2 separate regions of the Mus musculus genome follow, and region 2 is linked to region 1. The links are chromatin contacts, called in public Hi-C maps. All regions are on one chromosome and are shown on one strand. Each heading gives the region's core, a stretch centred on a gene start, on an enhancer-like site or on the middle of the called end of the contact. The rest is flanking DNA. Distances are from core to core; before and after follow the strand shown. Region 1 overlaps Lrmda (leucine rich melanocyte differentiation associated). Region 2 overlaps Lrmda (leucine rich melanocyte differentiation associated).

Region 1 (2,700 bases), core at 65-2,564:
CCCTAAAAGAGATCTTTTGACAGCAATGTTGAAGACCTGGTCCTTGGACTGTATGCATCCAATTTATAATAATCAGGCTTTTTCTGTGGCCCACAAGTCTCCTGGATTGTTATTAGTGTTGCCTTGGTTAGGAAGCTGCAATATGATCCTATGACTAGAAATACTGGCATAATTTATTGCATTATTACTCCTCTGAACTGAAAGCAATTAATTACCTGAAGCAGGATGCACAAGCAAAAATTTATCAGGGGAAAGTGATGAAAAATGTAACCACTGCTTTAAAATAATAGATGCTTAATGGGGTTTTTTGTTTGTTTGCTTGCTGCCTTAAGTCAGGCATCTTACAAACAGGTCCAGCTTGGATGTCTATCGTAAATCCCCTCTACTTTTACCCCGACTCCTGCTGTACTGTTCTATCATCCTCTATCTCATTGAAGGGAGGAAGAAATGTCTAAGGTATCCACTTAACAGGAGAAGAGAAGAGAAGCTCCTCTCCTCATAGGAAACTTATTAATATAACTGTAGAATTGCATGATAAGATGCATACATGTGTTTATTGTGTATGTTGCTAAGACAAATACATCTCCCTGACTGGTATGTCTTTCTAGCTTGATGCTTTACTTTAAAACTTATAAAAACTCATACTGGATCAAAAGATATATTTTAGGTGATGTGTGTGTGTGTGTGTGTGTGTGTGTGTGTGTGTGTGGTGTACATATATGAAGTTTTTAGTTATATTTGTAAAGCCTACATTGGAAATCCTCAATGATGACCTCCGAGAATCTTTTTTTACTACCACATTCCTACCTTTCACTTTAACTCCACTATTGTCCAAGGTCCAGAAAGAAGAAAGAAACAGGACCTTATTATATTATTTGTATATTTCATGAATATGTGAAAGATAGGAGTGGGGTGAAATTCACTGTTTCTGCTTTTCAGAATTATTCACATCTGTATGATTCCGTAATTGTTTCTTCTATAAAGTTATTGGAGTAATTTTGCTTCCGTATATTCCCGATCAATTCCCCCTCTCAAGGGCACAGTTGAAAAGTGATATTTGAGAACGGCCTCTGATAGATTGCATGGTTAGTCAGCAGCAGAGACAAACAACCTAATCCAGCACAAATTAGTTCGGCTGCCAGCAATAGTTTTATACAAAGATGTAAATTATGTTGTCAAAATCGGTGGCTTTCTAGCTTGCTGCTCAGCTAACAAGAAACCACTTTGGCTGATAAAGATGAACACTAAGCGTCCCTCTCTCACAAATTTGCAAATCTGCCATTTCAGCATTCTGCTAGCCACAAACAAACGGCCGCTGTAATTGCTTCTTTCTTCCACCCCTGGTGTTTTTCCTCCTTGAGCTGTTCCTTCCAGGCTGCTCTCGAAAATAATAACAACAAAAGCCCAAAAGCGCCACCATAATAAATACTCACAACTCCCAGAACCAAAAGGAAGGGAGGCGCTGTAGCAGCCAGTCCTCAGGTCTCCTTACTATCCTTCTTATGCAGGCATGGCCCAGCCCACTCACCCATGGCTGGGGGCCACGCAGACCCAGGCCCTGTCACTCCAGGTGCTGCCAGCTAAAAGACCGTGAGGGCAGGACAAACTCTTGGCTTTAATGGAAATGGAAATATTCTTGGAGCTTTGGACAAGGATTGCTATTGACACGGGCCCATCCATTCTTCTTTATTTCACAAGCTCCCATTACTGGGAAGGGAGCAGGAGAGAGTATACTTTCAAGGGACCCAAGTAGAGAGCTTCACCAGGCTGCCTGGACAAACTGGAATCAGATATATCTAATGCTGGACTGAAAATAATAACACATTATAACGGTAATTATACCCAGCATAAGTCAAATAAATAAATTATAAATTACAATTACCCTTTACAGTTGCTAGTCTCTCTGTTTGCTCTACAATTAACTGCAGGTGCTTCTGTGTGTTTTATTACCACCCCAAAGTTATATATTTGAAAGAATGGTACAGATGATTCCTGTTTATTTGTTAAATTAAAGCATTGTTGGTAAAATTACAGCTTAATTAATATTATGGGTACTATATAACAAAATAGTTTACCTTGTACATAATTTATTTCCGCATGCGTATCTCAGCCCAGAACCATTACAGCTTTAAGGCAGCTAAAATAAAATATCCCTCCTTTGCTGGCATTTTTCTAAATAGCAGTTCACTAAATCAATATTATTCACTTGGTATTTTTAAAAGCAGTGTATCTTAATAATTACCCAGCATTAGAGTAGGCAATAATTTTACTTGCTAAGCATATTAAATTTAGCAAACCATCAGTCAAATAGTTTGTTCTCTCTGAGAATGGGTAAGCAGTGAGTGAGTTTGGAATCATGTTCCCTTGGTATAAATGTCACAGGGAGTTTAGGAATGCGTCTGTGACTCCCTAAGCCAGCCGGCACTATATATCTTTATTAGTTTCAGTGGTCAGCGCGGTGACCGGTTGTTTATTCTCATTACTCAAGACAAGGTGAGCCACTCGGCAGTAGCTGCAATCACAGCTAAAAACATATGACTTTGCAGAAAGAAAAAACCTGAAGGCAAGGCTACCCACACAATGGCCTAGTCACCGACCACCACCAGAGGGACTGGGAAAGGGGTGGGGAAAAGACGTCAGCATGCACACACTAAGTTTTGGACATGTGCACTCAATCTATCACGATCCTTGTATCTCTGC
Region 2 (2,700 bases), core at 177-2,676, 150 kb before region 1:
AGGGAAGAGCTGGCCTCACAGGTGAAAGGAACCGACTTTGCACCCCAGAACTAATGCAAAAAAGGCAGACACGGTAGAACACACTTGCAAAAAAAGCAAAGGTGATGGAGACAGGCAGAGCCCTGGAGCTCTCTAGAAAGTTAGCCTTGTCTCCTTGGTAATCCCCAGGCCAGTGAATGATCGTGAATTTTGTTTTTGTTTTTGTTTTGTTTTTCTTAATGGATGGTACCTGAGAAATGACACTTGATACCGTCTTTTGATTTCCACATGCACATGCTGACTCATGAGATCTGTGCACACACAAACATGCACATGTCTGTACATGTATACACACACATATGCATACATGCATACACGCAGGCACAAACAAGAGAAATTTTTTACTACCCAATACCCCCAGTAGCTGCTACCTTCATCTTACAAGTGTGGGGTTCTAGGAAATTTCCAAAGAAAAAACTCAAAAAGGCCTTGCTTTTGTGAAGGGAGGGCTAATCGACAGTTCCAACCGACTAGAACAGCCCGGTGGATTCCCAAAGCCAGGGATCTTGCCCAGCCCCTCCCAGAGCTGACATCATTCTTGCTAGCCAAGGTTCCTTCTAGAATAGACCACCCCATCTTGAAAACAGTGACTCTTTATGGAATGTTTCATTCCTGTTTCAGATAAAAAAAAAAATCAAAGAGCCAATCCGCCTGAGCTGGAAAAATGTCCCTCAAGAATCTGGGAACGCCGCCTTGGTGGTTTGTAGTTAGTAGTAATATCTTCTCTTGAAGCTGTCAGGTGGCCCTCCTGTTTGCAGAAGGAAACCAGACATAAATAAAGCCAAAAAAAAGAGAAATGTTTGAGCTAGGCTACTGCTTGTTGGTTTATTGTTTTGAGCGGAGAAGCCAGTGTTTTCCAAGCATGGTTGTTCTACAGCACTCAGCTCCCTCACAAATGTGTTCCCTACCCTTCTGCTCATCTATAAAACAGCCTGCTTCTTGTCTTGTTAAACTTGGCCTCCAGACAGAACTTTCAGCTTAAAATATCTAACAATATGTCATATCCACCAGATACATGACAGCTATTCCTAAGATACATAATATTATTAATTGTTTTTGAATGAATTTGAACTGTTATGAATCCAAAAAGTATAAAAATGACATTTAGCCATCAACAGCTTTTGAAACATTATATACACAAAGGAAGAAATAGTAACAAGTCCAACGGTACTCATAATTTCAGAATTATATCCTTTGAAGCCAAAATGACATTAAGAGAAACAGGATGTAGAAACTTAAAAATAAAATTTCAATCCTTGACAATATTAAACTTGCCTCCTGATAAAAATTAAGTGCAAGCTAAATTATTTTTATATGCCTGAGGAACTGTCAAACAACTGGCTGTCTCCTTGACTATTTAAAGAGACAGGACTGGAGTGTGTGGAGAGATCTGGGAGGTTAAACAAGGGTGAGGGATGAGCAAGCCAACTGACTTCAACTGACTCAAAATTTACTAAGCACATGCTAGAAAATCTATTAGACAATAAAAGAGAGAGACAGGCTAAGCCTCAGAAGATCTTACACTGAGAAAGTAAAGAGGCTCCCATAGCCTTAAAATAAAGAAACAAAGTTATCTTTGATTAAATGTCCACACTGGAATTGAATGCCACTGCCATGCAATTGAAGTAAGCAAGATTGAAGGTAAGAGCAAGAACTCCATGCTGGCTGAGGTATAGCTGAGGAAGCCCCATGCAAAAACTAGAGTTCCAACTGCACCCAAAGGCTGAGGCTTACTTAGGAAGATGTGAGAAGGCTAGAGGGTGTTTACCATAAAAGAGGCAATGTAACAATGGCTTACAGGCTAAAACATATCCAACTTGTTGGGAGAAGGATGAGTTCCAATGGACCTCAAGTTCCTTTAGCTCAAAGGCATGGAAAATATTCTAATGTCTTCCTCACAGCCAGCTTCATGGAGTCCCAGAGGACTCAGATTTCTGAAGCTTCCAGTTAGCTTCTCTCATTAAGACCTGTTCCAACTGGACCCAGACACTTCTCTCCCCCACATTCTTTACAGAAGACATCAATGTCAAGAGCACCAGAAATGATCGTGACCTTTTTCCTTTGTCTATCACAACCTCCCACTGCTGAAACTCTGAGATCTGTGGCTGACCCCTACTAGACTTAGAGTGACACATCAAGATTTGACAAAGCATGTGTTACTACAGAGTCTAGAAGTCCAAAGCCCAAGACTTTGAAGTACACTATTCCGGGCACAGGGTAGCGCCCTGACAACCTAGAATTTTCTAGCCTAAAATGTTAACAGACCTGAGCATGAGAGGAAATGAATCTAAACATTCACAGTATCTCTGGAACAAATTTATCTAGCAAAATGAGACATTTCCATTTTCTTTCTATTAACTTAACCCATACCTATCTACTTACTCTAAATCCCAAGGGCTTCCTAAGATAAAATTGGCCAAACCATGCAACCCTGATTAATTTCCCTATGCTGCAACAACAACAAAAAGAAATAGCAAAACTCACCATGAGAGGGGAGCCCAAGCATGGGGGTGGGCAGCACCTGTGAAATGCACTTTCCTTTCTTGGAACTGAAAGGCTCATCTCTCAATCCTTTGAGGTGCTTCTCTGATTTTTTTAACGTTTTGTGTCCTTCCAAAGGTAGACACAATCAAAGATATTTATGTTTTTGTAGAAAGATAT

Evidence for each region. A called contact is a pair of places that touch in the nucleus more often than the background predicts.
Region 2: a Hi-C map of uterus shows a contact between it and region 1, with 5 times the contacts expected there. The contact joins two enhancer-like sites. A contact is called at or near these places in 3 of 484 Hi-C or Micro-C datasets (all in uterus) and 2 of 9 other capture datasets (adipose tissue and liver).

What each region holds. Positions count from the first base shown.
Region 1 is chr14:22,174,770-22,177,469 of GRCm38.p6, reverse strand. The region is part of intron 2 of Lrmda (leucine rich melanocyte differentiation associated); the gene reads right to left. Among named protein-coding and RNA genes, the nearest start is that of Gm41107, 140 kb to the right of the region's middle. Within about 2 kb of position 1,314, at least 6 of the 459 cell types and tissues checked have an H3K27ac peak or open chromatin away from gene starts, as enhancers often do. A contact at or near this core is called in uterus, where this site is marked.
Region 2 is chr14:22,321,952-22,324,651 of GRCm38.p6, reverse strand. All of the region lies in intron 2 of Lrmda (leucine rich melanocyte differentiation associated), which reads right to left. Among named protein-coding and RNA genes, the nearest start is that of 4930405A10Rik, 220 kb to the left of the region's middle. Within about 2 kb of position 1,426, at least 8 of the 459 cell types and tissues checked have an H3K27ac peak or open chromatin away from gene starts, as enhancers often do. A contact at or near this core is called in uterus, where this site is marked.